Linked DNA regions of Zea mays: regions 1, 2 and 4 are each linked to region 3. Evidence: chromatin contacts called from public Hi-C data. All regions are on one chromosome and are shown on one strand. The core of a region is the stretch at or near the end of the contact, and the rest is flanking DNA. Distances in the headings are between cores, read along the strand shown.

Region 1 (2,700 bases), core at 102-2,601, 220 kb after region 3:
GGTTGCAACTCGAGCCGCCGTTGGGAGGAGCCAGCGCAGGACCAAATTCGGATGAGGATGGGCATGGATTGGACCGCGGCCTTGGATTGGATTGGATTTTTTGCGATTATGGATGGTGATGGCATTCATAATGTTTAGAGGTTTTCAAGTCTGTCCGTGTTTCCATGAAACCTGAGTTTTTACTGCAATCTGGAGACGCTGTGATTTGTGATCTTACTGCCTGCCACAGTAGGCTGGCTCGGGGTGACACCACTGTGCCATGCCATGCCATGGAATGGAACTTTCTGTTTGTTCCTGCTTGCTTTGGTATTTTGTTGTCTTGCTTCACAGTGGGTTTAAGGACAGCGAGCGCGTCAGGCTGTCTCCCAAATAACCAACTGCATTGGCCCTTTCCACAATATAGAATGGCCTCGGCCTCCTGTCTCAAGCTCTGATCTGCCAAAGAAAGGAAGGAGGGCACGGGCACGGGCACCAGCACGAAGGAAGCAGCAATCCAACAAGATCTGGTCACGCCGATACAGATAATATTCGAAACGGATGGGCTTCAGTGAGCATGTTCAGAATACCATATCAAAGTTGAAATTCACTTTACTTAGCGGAGAATTTTTTTTAAAAAAACCACAGTTTCGGTTCGTGATGGAAGAGCATTTGCATCAATTCACCCAAAGTAAAAGAGAGAGAAAAAAGGGGACACTCAAAAGGATTGTGACAGATCACATGAAAGCGAAGTTTATTTCTTCAGGGTGCTGCTGCAGCAGCTCACTTTGGACTTGGAGAGCCGCTGCTTTTGAGCGCCACCTTTGCCGTGGCTGCGATCTCTCATGCGTCATGCTGCTTCTCTCCTAGAATGACTCAAAGATGAGTTCTTTCCCCTTTTTCTTTTCCCACATGTGACCTGAATTCACCTCACAACAGGAATGGTACTACTACTTGAGGGAGAAGGAGAACAGGGGCAGCCTTAAGGATCGGATAGCAATGCTTTTTTTTATTATTTATCCACCGTCTTTTACCCTTCTTCTCTTCACGAGAAGAAGAAAAAACAAGGGGGATTAAAAAAAAGGGAAAGGCAGGAGGAAAACAACATGGCTCAAAAAGCAAAGCGCAACAAAAAAAAAAAAAAAGAAAGAAAAGCGAGCGTGGCTCAGCTTGCTTTGATTCTACTCTCTGCTGCCCCCCCTCCCCTCCATTAGGGGCAGGGCATCCTTCAAAAGCACAGCAGAATCGGGCCAAAGCGAAAGAAGGCCAGAACAGAACAAGAAGCAGGAATACCCGCGCGACAGCGACTGACACAAATCCTGCCGCTACTTCTTCCCCACATTATAATATGCAGTCACGTTGCGCAGCCGCAGCCGTTGCATCACACTTAGCGCCACCCCATGCCATGAGAAGAAGCTCTTAGAAGACCAGCGTTGTCGCTCGCCAGGAGAGGAGGAGGAGGAGGCCGCTCTACGGAAGAAGAAGACGACGCTGCGCTGCGCGGCGACGGACGACTGGTCGGTGGGTGTCATGAGAAGGTCGGCCGTGTCCGTGAGGCGGGCGGCGCCAGCGGCATTGGCCATCTTGTTCGGAGCGCTCCTTCTGGTGTCGTTCGTCGTGGACGGCGTCAGGAAAGCGGCTCCGCCGGCGGCGATCGGCGGGAGGAGGATGATGCTGGGCGGAGGCGCCGGAGGGCTGAGGACCCTGGAGGATTTCAAGGCTCATGATCCCTTCCAGGACAGCAAGAGAAGGGTGCCCAATGGCCCTGATCCTATCCACAACAGGTACTTTGATCTACGTACAGCTTACTGCGCTGCAAGCTTTGGTTTTGGTGTTTGAGTTGGCCCCCCCTTTTTTCCCCTTGTACCCAATGCACTGGTTTCTTGAAACTAGAAGCTTTAGGATTTTCAAAAAAAATTACTACGTACGATATGAGGCCAAATGCTGCAGCCTTCACCTAACTTGAACTAGCAGAATTCCAACGCTTGACGTTTTTTTTTGTCATGGCTTGTTTGTTTGTTAAGCTTGCGTTACGGAATGAAGGGAATGTTCTTGTTTCACCAGTTTCTGACTGGTGGTATGCAAAGGTGAATGTTTTGCAGTGCGTCTGTTGTGATCATTTTGTCTTGCCATATGCTCCCATTTACCATGTTTTGTTGGATATTTTCACGTAGGATAGGTCAGGAAAGAAAGAAAGAAAAAACAATACTTTTCATAATAATATAAAATAAATGATAACGGATAAAACGCAGGGAGAGGGAAGAAAAAACAAAGGGAGACGACGCATATGAGCAAAAGATGCCATGCGCTCTTTTTCCCTCACCACTCCCACATTCCCCTATGATGATATGCTATAATCTTTCAGCAAAAGCAACCACACAAGTCCTATTCCCCCAGTGAGCAACGTAGATGCACATATCATTCCTGAAATCATTAGTCTACATCCATGAAAGCAGTCAAAACAAAGCACAGCACAGCACCACACCCACGGTTCATCATGATGGTAAACTACAGGAAAGCCTTAACGGTTTCAGTGCATCACCTGCCGAAACAAAGACTGTGCTGCTGTCTCAGTCCCTGCTTCAGCTTCAGCTTCAGCTTCTAACCCGGTTTCAAATCCTGCAGAGGAACCGGCAAGTCAGGACGATCGCCGGGACGAGCATGACGTCGGGAGCGCGCATGCCGAGGCGTGGAAGCTTCCGAACCCGAAGAGGCCGGCGATAG
Region 2 (2,700 bases), core at 8-2,507, 250 kb after region 3:
TTAACAGATGATTGGGTGCAACAAGTTAGATCTTGGCAAAAATATAATAAAACTTCTATGTTGAAATCTTGATACCCAAAATGCTAACAGGACAAATATGATTTATGCATTCCTGTCAAATAAGTTAATGAAAAAAACTACAGAAGATTGGAGGATGTAATAGTTGTAGCTTTCCAGCGCATGTTTCAAAGCAAGGCTGTCGCCATTTCCGTTAACAAGAACGAAATAAAACAGGTTTGGGTTCAGCAAAGCAAAAGGAAAAACAGGAACAGAAAGACAATGAGCAGAGCAAGTTTTAGGGGGCAGGTAAAGCATCTGTCATCACATGTAATCCACTAATCCAAGATATATTCAGATATAAAGTTTGATAATAAAGCCAGATGTAAAATATCTTGTCCCCGAAGGCCTTGTTGAATGGCAACTGAATGCAGCATGAGGTAAACAGACAAATTTACAGGACTAGCCGCACAAGTAACGGAATGAATGGAAGAAGCAATTGGATTAATGTTCAACTGAAAAACAGGATTGCCACCTATTACCACAACTAATGTAGCAAATTCGTAGCTGGATGTGCTAGATGTTTCTCAAGCAAGGCACCAGACACAAAATTGACACCTGTGTGTGTGCGCGTGCTTAGATTGAAAAGGGACTATACTTTCGCTTCCCATCACAAGCCTTGGCATTGAGCGATCCTTGTAAATACGCAAACTAGCACAATCCTCAAGAGTGAACATAATTGCAGTTGAGTGAAATCATCAGATGTTTGCTAAACCACTAGATTTCAATCAAGCTTGAATACTCTTTTTTTTTCCTACGAATCAGGATTCAGGCAAGTGGATGAGCAATGCTGCACCTAAACCACAACTCCAGCCTGAAGCAGGCCCATTTCCCATTCTACAAGAGACCAAGCATCCGAACGCAAGAGCAGCTGCTGCTTAACACTTGCCCACAAACAGTCGCGGCTCCGGCCCACCCGAATCCCTCTGGATTCTAGAACCACCTAGATTTGTTAATCCCTTTTGTCGAATCAGTCGAGTGGGTTTGCGATACGCCGCACCGAGGACATGGGGAAGGAGGGAGGGGTCCAGACCTTCACGAGGCAAGGGCCTACGTTCCGCGGCGGATGGTACAGCGACGCCGTAGTAGGCGCGGACCCCGCGGCGCGGCGGAGCAGCGACGCGGCGCGCGCGAGGGCCCGCATCGGGTGGGGAGAGGAGGGGCACGCGGCGGCTGGAGTTGAGCCGGCGGACTGGCGGCGGAAGGGAGCGCGGAGCCACGCACACCGATCCGCGTGGGCTGTCCCTCCCTTTTGCTTGTTCGCTTGGGCCTTTCAGCAACAGCACGCGCTCAAGCCCACACAGACTACGGCCTGCTCCCGGGCCGCGGCGCCACATGTTCATGTAGGACCGCTCGGTCGAGATGGGTGGGCCGATAGCTGCCGGTCTAGGTCTATGCCATTACGTTACGTCGTTGTTGCAGCACCGTTTACACCATAGAGTTTGGAGTAGAAGATGAAATATAAGGGTATGTACAGCGTTGTTTAACACGGCGTGTCTTATACCGTGTCTAGGGAGGTAACTGTAAAATTTCCGAAGACTCGATCCTTGGCGAAGCCACCGTTCCTCGCGCATGGCTCGAGGCAAAGATACGATGTTGTCGCTTCGTTGTACAACGCTGGTCGTCTCTTCGGCATTCGGTGCTCCCGTTCATCTGTTTGGTCATCACTTTTGCATCACTAGTCTCATCCATCCGTTTTGCCATGAATAAAAAAAAACAGGTTCTCCCGTTCGTCACCCGGCCGTCGCCGCCGCCATCCCTTCCGGCTCCACGTCCAACTGCCGTTACCCCTCTCTTCCAGATGCCCTCCCCCACCGCGAGATTCCCCATTCACGTTCCCCTTGCTGCTGGCAACAACATCCCCTCCCGAACCCCCTCCCCCGCCGGCACACACTTCACTATCCTCTGATTAGTGAAGTATGGCAACGATACGATGGACATTAGATCAATCATATATGTATATTTCATATTGCAAAATTTATCAGCTATGTGATACATTTATGTTGAAACCTCTATGTGATACATCTAATTATTGGTTTTAATTATTATCTGTGTCTGAATGCATTTTCACTCTCCTCTGATGCATTTTCATCAGCCTCTGCCCTCTGCAGACCTCTGGGCTCTCTCGTTACCTTAATTTTCTGCACCTGAATGTGAACTGTAACATCATTTCTTTTCCCACAACATGCCAAAGCAACTTCTCTAGTTCACCCCTTTGATTTTACCATATCTGCATCTCAAGCGCTACTCTGAAAATACTGTAGCATTCTGAAACTGTTGTCTAGATCCTCATCAGTTTATTCAGCAAAGTGAGTAATTCAGTTTGAGGTTCGGAGGTTCAGTTTGTTCAGCAATGCGCTACTCTGAACAGCAGTATAAAGTCAGAAAACAACGGTGTGAACCTGCAGTGTATACAAGTGCACAATGGATCAGTCACCATTTAATACGATGAATTTGAAACATTAATTAAGATGTAAGATTTTAGATATGTCTTTTTGTACTGAACTGTGTCTTAGGTGTGTTTTATACTTGGAGGACCGTGCCGTGGTATCTATATTGTACATGTCCTAAAAGCTGCTGGAGATAACTTTATTATGAAAAACTTGGACATGATATATGTTCCGAAGAACCTGCTGTCAATGC
Region 3 (2,700 bases), core at 100-2,599:
CTATCCATGTTCCACGTCCCATGGCCATTCGAGTTACTGGAGGAATTGACTGCAAAACGCAATTAAGAAGCACAGTGAAACCTATAAGAAACTTGTTAATTTGTTTACTATGATTTTAACTTTTTAAGTTAGTAGTACCTAAAATGGACAAACCAAACAGAGTTACCATAACATGGCATATGTATCCTAAAACATACTAAACTCCTTTATGAGTGAAGTTCTTCATATGTGTTCCACACAGATATACCTTTAGCAAAATTACCAGAACAGCAAGGTACAAGTATGGAATGGAAAGTGGTAGTTGTAGGCTTGTAGCATACACTACTCCTATACCAGCAGAAACATTATTTGTCAAGAAATACAAAATGCATAGCCCAAGACACCACAGCATGAGGCATCATGGCGAGCACCCAGCTGGCCAGCAGCATAACTTTCCCCAAAACTCTCCAATTCAATAGGCAGTTGAAAGCAGCAGCAAATTTAAAAATTAAAATTCATGATGAACACAAAAATTACCGAGAAAGCTACAAATCCACCTTTAATAAAGGCATATGAACGTCATCCAACGTTCCATTGGGTGTTATGATCGCGTCCTCCAGCTCCTCTGCAGTGAACTCCACCGGAATGTTCAGCAATGGCCGGAACACCTGCAACTCCGAAGCAGATCAACCAAGACAACCATAACATACCCGAAGAATCAACTCTCAGACCTTATCTCAAACCTTATCTAATGCAGAGCAGAAGCGGCTGAAGGCTGAAGGGCACGGAAGAATTAGACCGCTTACGTGGAGGAAGTTGAGGACGGAGGCGAGCTCCCACATGCCGCGCAATCTCCACCGCGGCAGCTCAGCGGGCGACGCCGGTTCCTCCACCAGCGGCGTTACCACGCGGTACTCCGGCGTCTCGTACCCCGCATTCCCGTTCCGCCTCGGCCGCGGCGGCGGAGGCGAGGGCGCGGGTGTGGGCGTGAGCGGCGGCGCGTTCGGACGGTAGTGGCACGCGCGCGGGAACCGAGCCCTCCTCGGGGTCAGCGCCGCGGGGTCCTCCCGCGCAACGGCCCCCTCCGCCGCCGGCTGCTGCTGATCCTGCGGCGGGGAGGCCGCCGCCATCGCCAGAGACCCCGTTGGGATTTAGGACGGTCCGGATCAAGGGTGGGTCCCGGGTCGGGATCAGGGCAGGGCTCGGTCGGGGAGGAGGTCTCGGACTCACGGGGAGCGGGCAGGTCCCGTGGCACTGGAAGCCATGGGAGGACTGGAGTAAGGAGGGAGGGGGAAAGGGAGGTGGAGCGGGGAAGAGGACGGGGGCGAAAGCGGGATTTCGTGTGCGAGATCAGCAGGGGCTTTGGGAACAGATCAGCAGAACGTCAGAACCGTTACCGCGTCTGTAGGTCAGGTCAGGGTAAAAATGAGATTTCGCTAGCTGTGCTGGGTTCTCGGGAGGTTTAAGTTGGGCATGGTCAAAGTTTCTGAATCCAAAACTCGTGCGGCCTGAAGGATGGTCCTGAATGGATTCAAAATCAAAGCATCAACTGATTTATTCATCCTTCTGACAGACGAACGCGATCTACAGAAATTCCATGGAATACATGAACAGCAGAAACAGTCTTGAGATTCAGATGGGGAAACAAATGAGCGCCTCATCAAAAATACATGTTCCGGCTGGAATTACAGCTCCAAGCATGAATAAAAAATGCGTCTGGAACATGATGGTTTCAAAAAAAATGAAAAAGAATGATCTACAAGCACGGCCATGATTGATCATGGTTCACTTTATTTAGCGGCTGCCTGGATTCATCTCGTTCATGAAACCCTTTCATAGCCACTGCCAATCTGCATGTGAAGCCATTCCGAGGTCGACGTGCCCTGGGCGTATTCTCTACTGGTTTGCGTATCAAATGTCAGCCCAGGAGCTGTGTTGTATGTCTGAGAACCGTACTGCAAACGACGACAAAAGTAAGCATGAATTTTAGGAATAGGCACACGGGGAGTGGAGAACTCGGAAAAGAAATGGCAAATCATACGAAAGAAAAACAGAGCAATTCATTAACACACTTCAGTGCTGCATCCTCCTCTGCAAATTTATACTTAAAACTCGCAATGCATTATTTCAAACAGAAATGCTATTTTTCCAACAAAAAAAAACAGTAGTTCTCACAAAGCATCATTCAAGTGTTTGGGAAGCAGCACATAAAACCACACAAAGGTATACCCTGGACTTAACTAGACATTTTAAAAGTTAACTTACATCTTTGGCTGGAAATACTTCAACTCCCTGGTTTGCCTGGGCATTCACTGCCTCTAGTTTCATGGACAGGAACTGCAAGCACAGATTATATATCTTTAGCTTGAATACGGAGGGGGGTGCAACTCCATAGAAGCAACAGTTGTCAAAAAATGGGATACCTCAACTTGACATTGCAACGACTGGATGTAATTAATTATCTCATCAAGTACTGATGCTTTGCCAATAACCTGACCAAGCAAGCAGAAAAAATCATTTTGATACCGGAACGAAGCTCAGGAATGATTAAAATGAGAAAACACGAACGACACTGGATGCCCATAGATCAAAGTGCACCTTGTTGCATCCAGGCACAAGATCTTGGAGAACTTTCATTCGTTCACTTATTTTCTCACGACGTGCCTGTTAAAACAACAAGATCTTTAAGTGGTCAAGTTCATGTTGTATGTAACTTACAGA
Region 4 (2,700 bases), core at 124-2,623, 130 kb after region 3:
ACCTCTCCACGATCAACTTATCAGAACCATACTACCATTTCAATATCTGTATTGGCCAAAAAATGGGAGCAAAACTGCAAAGTCAGATATCCATGTCGTTCTTTTTTATGTACGTTGTCCAATTCCATATTAGCGGCCGTAGCCACTGTCGACAAGGCATCCTCCATACACATTGTAGAGTCTAAAAATCATTGTCGCCATAATGAACAATAATAATGTCTCCTCACCGCTTCTCCTCCAGGATGCCGGATGCAGGTGCACAACACCATCCACGCCAACGCTGTTTTCGTCGTTGACGACCCTGCCGTCCATGCGCGTCACCATTGGACAATGCTTCAAACCGCTCAATGCGTCGTCGAGACGGAGGCGCACGACGTCATCCACGCGGTGGCACGGGTGACGATAAGCTCTGCTATAGCACGCGCGAATGCGCGCGTAATTTACTAGTAACCTGAAGTAATATCTTCACTGTTCATCAATTACAGAGGTAGAACCTAAAATCAAACATGCTTACATACTTAGTTTGTGATAATATAAAATTTCAAGCATGATAACTAAAATAGGAGGAAAAAGGTGTTCACTAGTCCCGTACATCACGTACACCTTGATATCGATCGCCTCGCTAAATATCATATCTTTCACCAGCTTATGAAGTGTCCTAGTTTTAACAACTGAAGTTAAACATGTATTTAAACATTAGAAAATAATTTTATGTGAAAATACATTACATAAATAGTGCCGTAGTCATATAAAGCTTTGCTTTGTCTAAATGAACTATGTCCGCGTTTGGTTTGTACATATTAGGGCATGTACAATAAGTGTCTTGATCTGTGTTTTCGATTGTGTTTAAGGGGGTAAACATAAAAAAACTCAAGACGTTTTCTTGACTCTATGCTCGAGACATGGAATTAGCTGATTGGTCAATGATTGATATAATAAATATAGCTAGATATATGTTTTAGACACGTCCACGTCCCCTGTATTATATTATATTTTAGCTGTATTTTATAATTAAAGTGCACTTGAAGCGTATACGTGATTTTTCATAAAGCTGCGTTTGGATCCGTAACATATTTTCAAAATAACTGCCATTAACCAAACACGGCCTATAATAGAGTGACAGTGACTCCACTATCTTGATTCTTGAACTAACACAATTGGGGGAAGGTAATTTTTTTAGGAAAAATTTTTTTAACGACAAAGGGAGACAACCATGAGGCATGGGCTGGACAGCTCGTCAACCGAAGCCTGATCAAAGTCTCGAGTCTAAGCAAAGCCAATATCACTACTAATAAAATTGTTCGAAGGACCGTCATGCAAAACTCCATCAACAAAATTTGATTTTCCTTTCCTTTCCTTTTCCACCCCCGACTATTACCCCTCCTCCCACTCCACGGAGAAGCGAAACCGACCTTTCCCCCTCCCCCGCATTCCACCTCGCGGAGATCCAGTCCAGCCCTAGGGTTTCGCCAGCGGCGAGCCAAACTCCACGAGCGGGGGAAGAGGGGAAAGCAGGGACGACGAGGGGGCAGCCATGGGGCAGCAGTCGCTGATCTACGCGTTCGTGGCCCGTGGCACGGTCATACTGGCCGAGTACACGGAGTTCACCGGCAACTTCACCACCATCGCCTCCCAGTGCCTCATGAAGCTCCCCGCAAGCAACAACAAGTTCACCTACAACTGCGACGGTCACACTTTCAATTACCTCGTGGAAGACGGATTCAGTGAGTTGTCTGTCCTGCCTTCTCGAATGATCCTTTTTATTAGCCGTGCGATTCGTTGCGGAGTTCAACCGATCTGTCTGTACCAGGCATGGCCATGCCTGATTGTGGCCACCTGTGTGTAGATCTTGCTGATTTGGTCGATATGCGGTTAGGTCGTTTTGATTGCACTTGGTGATCATGTTGGCTGGTACTGTACAGTTAGTGCTGTGTGGGAAATGGAGGGAAATGCTCCCTGTGCTCGCCTTAGCTATACCCTTAGTTACCTGGTGAAGTCTTAGATGACAGGCATTGTTTGAGACTCGAGTTTGACAGTATTTGTAGATACGTGGAGTGCCGTGGTATTTGCTGAATCTTGTTCAGTTAAGCTCATGGCATTAGCTGCAGCCGATGGCAGCAGTTCACCCTGTTGCCTATAAGTTTGCTATTTTTAGTAGATGTATTTGGTGGTGACTGTTGCGTGCTTGTTTTTTTGGCTCCTTGTTACGCATGCACATTTGTATCTTTTAAGTAATTCCTCGTGATTTAAGAACCGGTATGATTGCTGTTTTTGTTGAATGATGATTTGAATATAATATTATCTTTTTTTATTATGGTATAATGTCACGGTAAGATTCCATAGGCCATAAGTTCTATTTCGACGTACTCCTGTTTCGAGGAGACATTGCCATCAATGATGATTTCATAAATAATAACCGGATATGGCACAGGTGTGGTAGGTAATCTGTCTTTGCATTAGACTAAGGGTATGTTGATGCATCCTACATAATATCAGAATGACTCTCCTCTAAGAATACTTAGGGGGTATTTGAATGCACTAGAGCTAATAGTTAGCTGCTAAAATTAGCGGAAGACATTCAAACAATCTAGTTAATAGTTCAGCTATTAGCTACTTTTAGCAAATTAGCTTATAGTTAGCTAGCTAATTCCACCAGTAATTTTTTAGCCAACTAACTATTAGCTCTAGCGAATTCAAACA

The links. Hi-C and Micro-C count contacts between places; a contact is called where the count stands out from the background.
Region 1: a Hi-C map of ear shows a contact between it and region 3, with 4 times the contacts expected there. The contact joins the promoter of LOC103644198 here to the promoter of LOC103644196 in region 3. A contact is called at or near these places in 3 of 25 Hi-C or Micro-C datasets (ear, leaf and tassel).
Region 2: a contact with region 3 is called in a Hi-C map of tassel, with 2.2 times the contacts expected there. The contact joins the promoter of LOC100280943 here to the promoter of LOC103644196 in region 3. A contact is called at or near these places in 3 of 25 Hi-C or Micro-C datasets (bundle sheath, ear and tassel).
Region 4: a Hi-C map of tassel shows a contact between it and region 3, with 2.4 times the contacts expected there. The contact joins the promoter of LOC100282952 here to the promoter of LOC103644196 in region 3. A contact is called at or near these places in 7 of 25 Hi-C or Micro-C datasets (bundle sheath, ear, endosperm and 3 more) and 1 of 3 datasets of contacts at active chromatin or transcription factors (seedling).

The regions. Positions count from the first base shown.
Region 1 is chr1:296,553,491-296,556,190 of Zm-B73-REFERENCE-NAM-5.0, forward strand. It overlaps LOC103644198 (CLAVATA3/ESR (CLE)-related protein 25), which reads left to right and starts at 1,352. Exons shown (of 2, transcript NM_001328367.1): 1 at 1,352-1,760; 2 at 2,602-2,700. The coding sequence starts at 1,700. LOC109943558 (a long non-coding RNA gene) reads right to left here. Exons shown (of 2, transcript XR_002266587.3): 1 at 2,519-2,700; 2 at 2,173-2,400.
Region 2 is chr1:296,579,773-296,582,472 of Zm-B73-REFERENCE-NAM-5.0, forward strand. LOC100280943 (50S ribosomal protein L4-like) reads right to left here and starts at 1,258. Exons shown (of 7, transcript NM_001374362.1): 1 at 1,091-1,258. The coding sequence starts at 1,201.
Region 3 is chr1:296,333,119-296,335,818 of Zm-B73-REFERENCE-NAM-5.0, forward strand. It overlaps LOC103644196 (DDT domain-containing protein DDR4), which reads right to left and starts at 1,350. Exons shown (of 13, transcript XM_008667392.4): 1 at 786-1,350; 2 at 537-647; 3 at 1-49. The coding sequence starts at 1,109. It overlaps LOC100284039, which reads right to left. Exons shown (of 6, transcript NM_001156937.1): 3 at 2,578-2,643; 4 at 2,403-2,471; 5 at 2,245-2,316; 6 at 1,594-1,934. The coding sequence ends at 1,800.
Region 4 is chr1:296,462,885-296,465,584 of Zm-B73-REFERENCE-NAM-5.0, forward strand. It overlaps LOC100282952 (vesicle-associated membrane protein 725), which reads left to right and starts at 1,374. Exons shown (of 5, transcript NM_001155857.1): 1 at 1,374-1,724. The coding sequence starts at 1,535.